Linked DNA regions of Sus scrofa: region 1 is linked to region 2. A link is a contact called in public HiChIP or PLAC-seq data. All regions are on one chromosome and are shown on one strand. Each heading gives the region's core, a stretch centred on a gene start, on an enhancer-like site or on the middle of the called end of the contact. The rest is flanking DNA. Distances are from core to core; before and after follow the strand shown.

What was found. HiChIP or PLAC-seq counts read pairs in DNA pulled down with a chosen protein or histone mark.
Region 1: an H3K27ac HiChIP or PLAC-seq map of alveolar macrophages shows a contact between it and region 2. The contact joins two enhancer-like sites. A contact is called at or near these places in 2 of 5 promoter capture datasets (fetal liver and fetal skeletal muscle), 2 of 47 Hi-C or Micro-C datasets (mesenteric adipose tissue and omental adipose tissue) and 1 of 2 datasets of contacts at active chromatin or transcription factors (alveolar macrophages).

Annotation. Positions count from the first base shown.
Region 1 is chr7:61,041,823-61,046,398 of Sscrofa11.1, reverse strand. The region is part of intron 1 of GRAMD2A (GRAM domain-containing protein 2); the gene reads right to left. Among named protein-coding and RNA genes, the nearest start is that of GRAMD2A, 11 kb to the right of the region's middle. Within about 2 kb of position 1,373, at least 16 of the 83 cell types and tissues checked have an H3K27ac peak or open chromatin away from gene starts, as enhancers often do. A contact at or near this core is called in alveolar macrophages, where this site is marked.
Region 2 is chr7:60,894,829-60,899,818 of Sscrofa11.1, reverse strand. The region is part of intron 1 of HEXA (hexosaminidase subunit alpha); the gene reads right to left. LOC102166620 (a long non-coding RNA gene) reads left to right here. Exons shown (of 5, transcript XR_001297909.2): 3 at 258-366. Among named protein-coding and RNA genes, the nearest start is that of HEXA, 19 kb to the right of the region's middle. Within about 2 kb of position 2,233, at least 10 of the 83 cell types and tissues checked have an H3K27ac peak or open chromatin away from gene starts, as enhancers often do. A contact at or near this core is called in alveolar macrophages, where this site is marked.

The DNA of each region.
Region 1 (4,576 bases), core at 124-2,623, 150 kb before region 2:
ACGTGGAAGAAATGTCCAGAATTGGCAAATCCTCAGAGAAGGAGAGTCTTTGCCAGGGGCTGGAGGGAGAGGAGAATGGGAAATGACTAATGTGCACAGGTTTTCTTTCTAGGGTGATGAAATTGTTCTGGAATTAGACAGTGATCATGGCCACACAACTTTGTGAATACCTAAAAGACAACTGAATGGCACACTTTAAAAGGGTGACTTTTATGGTGTGTGCATGGTATCTGGATGATGAGGATGGGAAAGGGGAAAGGGAAGGAGAAGGAGAGTAGTCTGGGGTCTCAAGGACCCTAACATTTACAGGCTGTGTAGAGGAAGAGGAGTCCTCTAAGGAAACTAGGAGAAAGTGGTCCAAGAGGTAGGAAGAAAACTGGGTGTTGTCATGGAAAACAAAGGAGTGCTTCAAAAAGGAGGAATGGGAAAGCAGTGAAGTTCGCTGAGAGGCCAGGTAGGAGGAGGATGAAAGGCAGTTACCAACTTTAGCAACAAGGAGAGGATCTGCAACTTTAGCCAGGACCCTATGGTGCAGTAGTGGGGGAGGGGGGGCGATGTCTGAATTCAGACTTTAAAGTCTGCCCCTCCTTCCTGCCTCCCACGCTGGTGACTGCATCTCAGGGACAGACAGTGAGGACAGGCCTCTGAGCCCAAGAGAAGGTGCTGCTGCGCACAGCTGAAAGCCCAGGCCACCGGCCAGCTCAGCGCCTCATCAACCTCAGATCCTGCCTTCCTCCCAGTGAAGGACCGTGGCAATTCTGGGGGATGGAAAGGAGAAGGGACTGCTCCTCCCTCTCCTGGTCCCCTGAGGGGTGTGTCTGCGGTCGGGAGGGAGGGGTGGTGCCCTTGCCCGTAGCCTCTCCCCTGGACAAGCCTTCCCCTGCCATCCTCACCGGACGCTCCTCCTCAGCCCCTGATACGTCTCTGCCTCAGCCCAGGAACCACAAGTCTATTTTCTGTGCCTGCCTTTGGAAGGGCTGGAAAGCCCAGCGCCACGAGCGCAGAGAAGGCAGCCACACCCAGAATTCCAGCACCACACTTAACGCCCCATGCCAAAGAGTCTGCCCCGCCACCCACGACTGCTTGGTGGGGGCTGGCGGGTGCTTAGGCAGAAGAGCAAACACTTGCACAGACTCTGGGGCTGTTGAAGTGCAACTGTCGCGCCTGTCCCTCCTGCTCCCTGAAAAGGAAGCCCAGGCCCGGATTGAGAACCAAACCCAGTAGCTGACCCGTATTTGGGGCATCCCAGGCATGGTCCAGCTCTGCGAACTGCTGCAGGCTCCAACTACCTCGAAACCCTCAGGCGCGTTCGAGTGAGCGATGAACTACTCCTAAAGAGCTCACTGGGTCCTGGGACCTCTTCCTCCAGGGAAAACCCCAGATTGTCTAATAGTGGAAAACCCCTAGGAATGCCTGTGTATACCACTACAATTCAACATTATTCTGGAAGTTCTAGCCACTGCACAAAGACATGGGGAAAAAATGGTTCATGTATTAAAAAGAGATGATTATTATTTGAAAGATGGTAACATATATACTAGCTAGAGGACATATAATCAACTGGAAAATCGTAAGACAGTGGCATGCATACTCTTCCATTCGGGTACTGGACCAGGCAGCTGTGATGAGAGTACACATATAATACACTCTTGCAAACTTAATTGCTACTCTAGTGGTTACAATATGAACATAAAAATCAACAGTTTATCAGTAGACCTGCAATAAGGTTATAAAATATAACTAGTGAAAAAATTCCATTCATATGGCCACAACTCATATACCTGAGAATAAACTTTTAATATGTAGAAAATCTATGAGAAGAAAACCACAGACATTTTCTGAATGACATAAGATGTGAATAAATGGAGAGAGAAACTCTGTTCTTGAGTGGGAAGATTGAGAGCTTTAAAGAAGCAAATTTATCCCAAATTGCATGCGGAGGCTTTGCCCCACCAAAAGTCTGAACAGATGACAAAGCTAGAGCAATTAAACTTACTACTTCAAGAAACATTAATATGTCAATAAAACAGAAGAGGGAGTCTAGAACATGAGCTAGGGGTATCTGAGATTTTAGTATACAATAAAGAAGCTGTTTCAAATACATACATGAAGGATAGATTGTGCAATAAATGGTATTGGGCAATTGGTTACCTCACATCATTCACAGAAGTAAATTCCAAATAGATTAAATAACCAAATATTTTATAAATCAATTAAGAACTAAAACTAAAATAGAGGAGAACATTATATCAGGAAAAGTATTTCTAAACAAGATATAAAATGCAGAGCACAGGAGTTCCCATCATGGCACAGTGGAAAAAAATCCGACTAGGAACCATGAGGTTCTGGGTTCAATCCCTGGCCTCGCTCAGTGGGTAAAGGATCTGGCGTTGCTGTGGCTGTGGTGTAGGCCTGTAGCTCCAACTGGACCTCTAGCTTGGGAACCTCCATATGCCATGGGTGTGGCCCTAAAAAGCAAAAAAAAAAAAAAAAAATCCAGAGCACAAAAAAAATATTTAATTGCCTAAAAATTAAAATCCTTTGTACACCAAAATTTAAATTAACAAAGGATTGGTGTTTTTAACCTGCAATGAGTTCATCCAAGTCAATAAGGAAAAGATAATCTAGTAGTTAACTGAGTAAGGAATATGAACAGGCAAGTCACAAGAGAAGAAATCTCTCTCTTGCCTGTCTTATTGGTAAACATTAAAAAATTATGGTGCTTATCCCACTCCTGGGCATCTACCCAGAGAAAACCATGACTCAAAAAGACACATGTACTCCAGTGTTCATTGCAGCAGTATTTACAATAGCCAAGACATGGAAACAACCTAAATGTCCATCGACAGAGGAGTGGATCAAGAAGATGTGGTACATATACATGGTGGAATATTACTCATCCATTAAAAGGAAGGAAATAATGGCATTTGCAGCAATGCGGATGGACCTAGAAATTATCATGCTAAGTGAAGTCAGTCAGACCATGAGACACCAACATCAAATGCTATCACTTACATGTAGAATCTAAAAAAAGGACACAATGAACTTCTTTGCAGAACAGATACTGACTCATAGACTTTGAAAAACTTATGGTTTCCAAATGAGACCAGTTGGGGGTGAGGGGATGCACTGAGGAGACTTTGAAAAACTTATGGTTTCCAAATGAGACCAGTTGGGGGTGAGGGGATGCACTGAGGGTTTGGGATGGAAATGGTATAAAATTTGGTTGTGATGATTGTTGTACACCTATAAATGTAATAAAATTCCCTGAGTAATTAAAAAAATTATAGTGCTCAAAATTACCAAGGGCTCAGAAAATAAGCATCCAGACTGAAAACTGAGTTAATCTTTCTGGCATGTATCAAATGCCTTAAGAAATGCAAATTCATTGATCTTAAAACTCCACCTCATGGAATATGGTATAAGGAAATAAATGGACAAGTAGGCAAAAATTTATATTCATGTGGCTAACAATTACTAGGAAAAAAGGTAGAAATACCAAACAATATTTTATCAGTACAATAGATTCCTATGCAATTGACTAAAAGAATATAGCTGCGTGTGTTAATATGGAAAAAAGTTCAAAATGTGTTGTTTATTAAAAAGTAAGTACAAGTTAGTAACTAAAATAGAATCCATTTATAAAATCTAAAAACCTATATCAAAGAGTAATGATTATATCTCAGGGGAGAATTATGGGGTGATTTTCACTCTCAATGATTTCTGTTTTGTTTGAATTTTTTTGTTTTTACCATTTTTTAAAGTTTTATTGAGGAGTTCCCATCGTGGCTCAGCGGTAAACAAATCTGACTAGGAACCATGAGGTTTCAGGTTCGATCCCTGGTCTTGCTCAGTGGGTTAAGGATCCAGCATTGCCGTGAGCTGTGGTGCAGATCGAAGACGCTGCTTGGATCCCTCGTTTCTGTGGCTCTGGCATAGGCCGGTGGCTACAGCTCCAATTCGAGCCCTAGCCTGGGAACCTCCATATGCCGTGGGTACGGCCCTAAAAAGACCAAAAAAAATTTTTTTTAAGTAATTAAAAAAATAAACACAGGGTTTATTTAACCTGGTACCTACTGCATAGCCCATGACCATATATGAAAAAAAAAAGGAAAAAACAAAACAAAACAAAGATTGTTCACCGAAGTGTATTTAGAAGAGGAAAAAACAAAACAAAACAAAAAGCAACTGTGGTACAATGAGATCAGTGGTGTCTTGGGAGCCCTGGGACACAGGTTTGATCCCCAGCCCCACACAGTGGCTTAAGGATCAGGGGTTGCCACAGCCGTGGCTTAGATCAAAGCTGCGGCTCAGATCTGATCGCTGGGAACTCCATATGGTGAGGTGGCCATAAAAGAAAAAAAGAAAAAACAGGCATGAACAAATTATGCTTAATTCACAGAATGAAAGGCCTTATAACTATTAAAATGATATTTATCAAGTTATTTAATAAAACTGATTACTAAAAATAAGTTTATTAACATGAAGGGTAGCATTATGTAACACTGGAAACAGCATTATGTAGAATGGCATGACTAATAAAATATAAATGGGAAGGATGCTTATCAAAATCCTA
Region 2 (4,990 bases), core at 984-3,483:
GACCTCAACAACTGCTTCTAGAATACAGGCGGTTCTAGAGCACTGCTAGTCAGAGTGTGGCCTGCAGATTAGCTGCTGGTTTGTAAAACTGTATTACTGGTTGGTCACCAGGTCAGAAGTTTATATGACTTCAGAATGTAAATCAGTTATGTCAAAGCAAACACACTGTTTAGCTCTGGTAATTTTTATAAAAAGGTTTTTCTTGATGAAGGGTACAGTTTTACATTCTGGTATGTATGCTTCTCATGTCATTGCAGACTTGCACTTGAGGCAGCACTGCCCTGGGGGCTCCAGATGAAGCAGATGATAGGAAGATTGTTCCATGCCGAGGAGGCCTAAGATGATCTAACTGGCGCTCCGCCAAAGGTACATGGTCACCAGCCCATCCTGCTTCCTTCCTTCGTCTTCCCTAACAAGTTCTCTGTCTGAGGCAGACTTCTGGCCAGCAGTGGAAAGCCACTCAGTAGGAGCTAACACACTATCCAATATAGTTCAAGATCCTAGTCAGTAGGGAAAAAAAAAAAAAGCCAAAACCAAAACACTAATGTACTGTCTCTTTCCACCCTCCTACCAGTTCTTCTCCATGACCTTCAAGGCGGTTCTGATTGTACCACCCCAAGCCTGAACCTCAAGGAACTCCCTTTCTCTCTTCTTTTTCTGGAGCCACATGCATCCCCACTGGTACCACAACCTCCATAATGCCCTATGGAACCACAAAGCCAGGGAGAAGATGGTCTGGCAGAAAGCAGGGAGTGAGGATTCAGAACGAAATTGGGGTCCCAAACGTTATCTACCTCTAGGCAGAAGGCACCCAGAAGCCTTGAACCATCTCAAGGAAGCCTGCTCACACCCGATCCCTACACCATATGGCTGCACCTCGGCTCAGGCCTGCTGAGAGGCAAGCCAATGAGGGGCCTTTCCTACCATCATGAGCAAACATACTCTTTCCCCTCCCTGTACATACTCTGTTGCCCCACATTAATAGCTGTCTAAACCCTGCCGGGAAAAGAGAAATTGAAGCTACTCTGGGCCAGGCCAACTCACAACTCCATTGTAAACCCTGAAAACTCCACCCTGAGACACAGGACAATCAGGCTTTCAGGGCAGAGGGCACGCTCAGAGAAGAATGTGCAGGACCATCCCAAGCTCCCAAGCAGACAGACCCAAGACCAGGGAAAACCTCACTGAGAGGCAGGGGTGAAGAAAACTATAGAAGAATATCCCTCCTCGACTGGAATCCTCGTCCCTTGTCTCCTTGTCCCCACCCTGACCCCACACATCCCAGAACCCCAAAATCAATGTGTGGGGGGCACATATACATATCTACGAGGTGGCATCCAACAGAGGGCAAAAGTCCTGAGCTTTAGTCTTAGGCTACTGGACCTCGGTCGACCAAACTGAGGAGAAATCACAACTGTCCATATAGCAACTGCCACCCATGGTCACTGTGCTGATGACAAGAGAGGCTGTGCAAACACCAGGTTATCTGAACTATTACTTGGAAGACAAGAAAAAATCTAATTGTTGTTGTTCTTGATATTATACATTTGTTTCTCTAAAACGCATCTGGGGAGTTCCCGTCATGGTGCAGCGGAAACGAATCCGACTAGGAACCATGGGGTTGCCAATTCGATCCCTGGCCTCATTCAGTGGGTTAAGGATCCAGCGTTGCTGTGACCTGTGGTGTAGGTCACAGACGCAGCTTGGATCCCACATTGCTGGGCCTGTCCTGCAGGCCGGCCTAGGAACCTGCATATGCCACGAGGAAGGCCCTAAAAACAAAAACAAACAAACAAACAAACAAAAGCATCTGCACTCCATTCTCTAAATCCAGGGTCTTTTAGAGGGGGAAGAATCCTTTGAAGATCTGACAAAGATGAAAGGACTTTTTCTCTAGAATAATGCCCCCTAATTTAAGAGCTCATCCCTCCACCCCCAGCCACCAATCTCATGGTGAAGAATCCCCATCCTAAATGCTTTCAGTGACTCCTATGGGGTTGAGGCTGATAAAGAGGACACAGAGTCAAGGCTGCTGCTTAAACAAGCTATGAGTGGGAAGGGCCGGGGGAGGTGGTGATGTGAGAGCTGGCAAAACAGGAGGGACACTGGGTCATTTCAAAGGATGTAAATAGAGATGATCATTGTGGTTTTCCGCCTGCAGAGAACAGGAAATAGGCAGGGGACAGGCCAGCCGCCTCTATGCACACCCACACACCCTGCACCGGGAAGAACGAGGCGTGGGCAGCGAGGTCTGGCAAACAGCCTGCTCAGCCGGCAGGAGCACAGGCACACTCACAATAAGCCCCAGTGGGACAGCAGGAATCTGAAGCCTCAAATACTCAGGAAGCAGCATGGGAAATAACACTGAGCTGGGAGATCAGGAAGGGTTGGTTCTGGTTCTGGTTCTGCTGCTGCCAAGCTGAGCAAGTCTCGGGGCTGGCACTTCCCTCCAGGGTAAACAATGGCAGGATGGGACCAGGTTCCAGCTGATCCTCTTTCAGAGCAAAGACCTCATGGTGCCACAGACAGATCACCCCCCAGGTCCCGATCCAGACCACCACTTCCTATCTCCATAGTTCCCGCATCCCCCTGCTTTCATGAAAGCCTGCTCACTTCTTTGGGTTCATTGAAAAATTTGTTTTTTTCAATTTAAGAAGTTAAAAAATTCAGGAGTTCCTGTCATGGCTCAGTGGAAAAGACTCTGACTAGTATCCATGAAAATGCAGGTTTGATCCCTGGCGTCACTCAGTGGGTTAAGGATCTGGCATTGCCGTGAGCTGTGCTATAGGTCGAAGAAGCAGCTCAGACATGGCGTTGCTGTGGGTGTGGCATAGGTCGGCTGCTACGGCTCCGGTTAGACCCCTAGCCTGGGAACCTCCATATGCCGCAGGTGCAGTCCTAAAAAGACCAAAAAAAAAAAAAAAAAAAAAAAAAAACCAAAAAAAACGAATCAAACAGCCTGAACTGTTTACAACAAAAAAATAAGAGTTAGTTAGTTTTCTACCCTTGTGTCCCATCCCTTTTAGCACAATTTAGCCTTATTCATCACAGACGGGTCAGCTCTGGCTATGGAACTCTGAGATCAAGAGGACCCCAGACCCTTTTACTACCAAAATCCTACTGCTGACTTTTGTCTGCTACTATGCTGGTACTATGGTCCTTTCACTTCCGTTCTGTTCTCCACCCTCTCCCATCTTCACTTCCTTCTCTGCTGCCCTAGATGTGGTGACTCATCACCTCAAACACTATCTGGACAATACTCTCAACATCCGGAACTTTTTCTTCTGTATCATGCAGTGGGCAAAACCCTCAACCCCGGATCAATCGAACCTCTGCCTGCTGTGTACTTCGTCCTGGCCTCTCATCTTGGTTTGGCCTTTAATGCCATCCTGAAAAATCTCCTTTTCCACCACTTTTTTGTTCTCTTCTCTGCAACATCTATTTCAGTTAAAGAACTGGGACCTCAGACTTCAAGTCCGTAATTGGATCACCACCTCCTTTACTCTTAGACAATCCGAAGGGAGCTCCCATCCACCTCTACCTCTCCCCTCTCCTCCCTGATGGAATGACTGCAACACAGCCCTGATCTTGACCTTCTCCTCTTCCTACCTCAGTGAAGGAGTTTCCGTTCAAGCATGCTCTGGAAACCTCCTCACGCTCCTCTTGTATAAATTATTTCCCTTTCCCCCCGAATCTTTTGTTTTTCTCATTTATAAAACATTTATTTATTTATTTATTGCATAATGATTTTTATTTTTTTCCATTATAGCTGGTTTACAGTGTTCTCTTTTCTACCGTACAGCATGGTGACCCAGTAACACATACATGTATACATTTTTTTCTCACATTATGATGCTCCATCATAAGTGACCAGACATAGTTTCCAGTGCTATCCCCAAATCTTCAAATTACTTCTTTTTCCTGCTTCTCTCCCATTAGCATTAAAATATTTGCAAGTCTTCTGGTCTCAACTCCATGTTATCTCAAAAAGTCACGCTTTCTTTCTCCTTCTGGTCACAAAGAAGTTCTAGAGGAAGTATAGCTGAGCAGTTTAGTGCTGAATTTCATAGTCAGACCAATCTGGGTTCAAAATCTTGGCTCCAGCTCTTTCCAGCTGTGGGATCCTGAGCAAGTTATTGTCCTTCTGAGCTGCAGGTCCCTCATCTAGTGATCGTGACAGTATCTACACTCTTGGCACTGAGATTAAATGAAGTAATGAACGTAAAGTGCACAGCTCAGTGCCTGGCACACAAGAGGTGCTTTAGTCCTCCTTTTGTCTCCACTTCCTGACGTCCTATCTACTCCTCAGTCTACTATAATCTGGGTTTCCTTCACCATCACTCCTGTGAAAATGCCTTCACCAAGGGCCTGTATTCTGCAACTAAACACAAGGGATCCTTTTCAATAAACTCATTCATTCATTCAACAGTTATTTATTCAGCACTTACTATATGCCAGGCTATTCTAAGTGCTAGGGGTACAGACGTCATCAAAACAAAGATCCCTGCTGTAGAGAGGTAACAATCTACTGACCACTCACTTTTGGAACCTCTTGGAAGCCACAGACATCCCTTACCTTCTTGAAACTGAACTCCCTTTATATCACTTATATTGTGGAATCTAAAATATGATACAAATGAACTTATTTACAAAACAGACTCACAGACTTCGGAAATAAATTTAGGGTTACCAAAGGGGAAAGGTGGGGGAAGGGATAAATTAGGAGTTTAGAATTAACACACATACTATAGATAAAAAATAGATAACCAACAAGGACCTACTGTATAGTAAAAGGAATTCTTCTCTCTCTCTCTACATATATATATATTGAGCTTCTATATATATATATACAGCTGTGTCTGCAACCTACACTGCAGCTCACGGCAATGCTGGATCTTTAACCCACTGAGCGAGGCCAGGGATTGAACCTGCATCCTCATGGATACTAGTCAGGTTCGTTTCCGCTGAGCCACAATGGGAACTCCTCAAT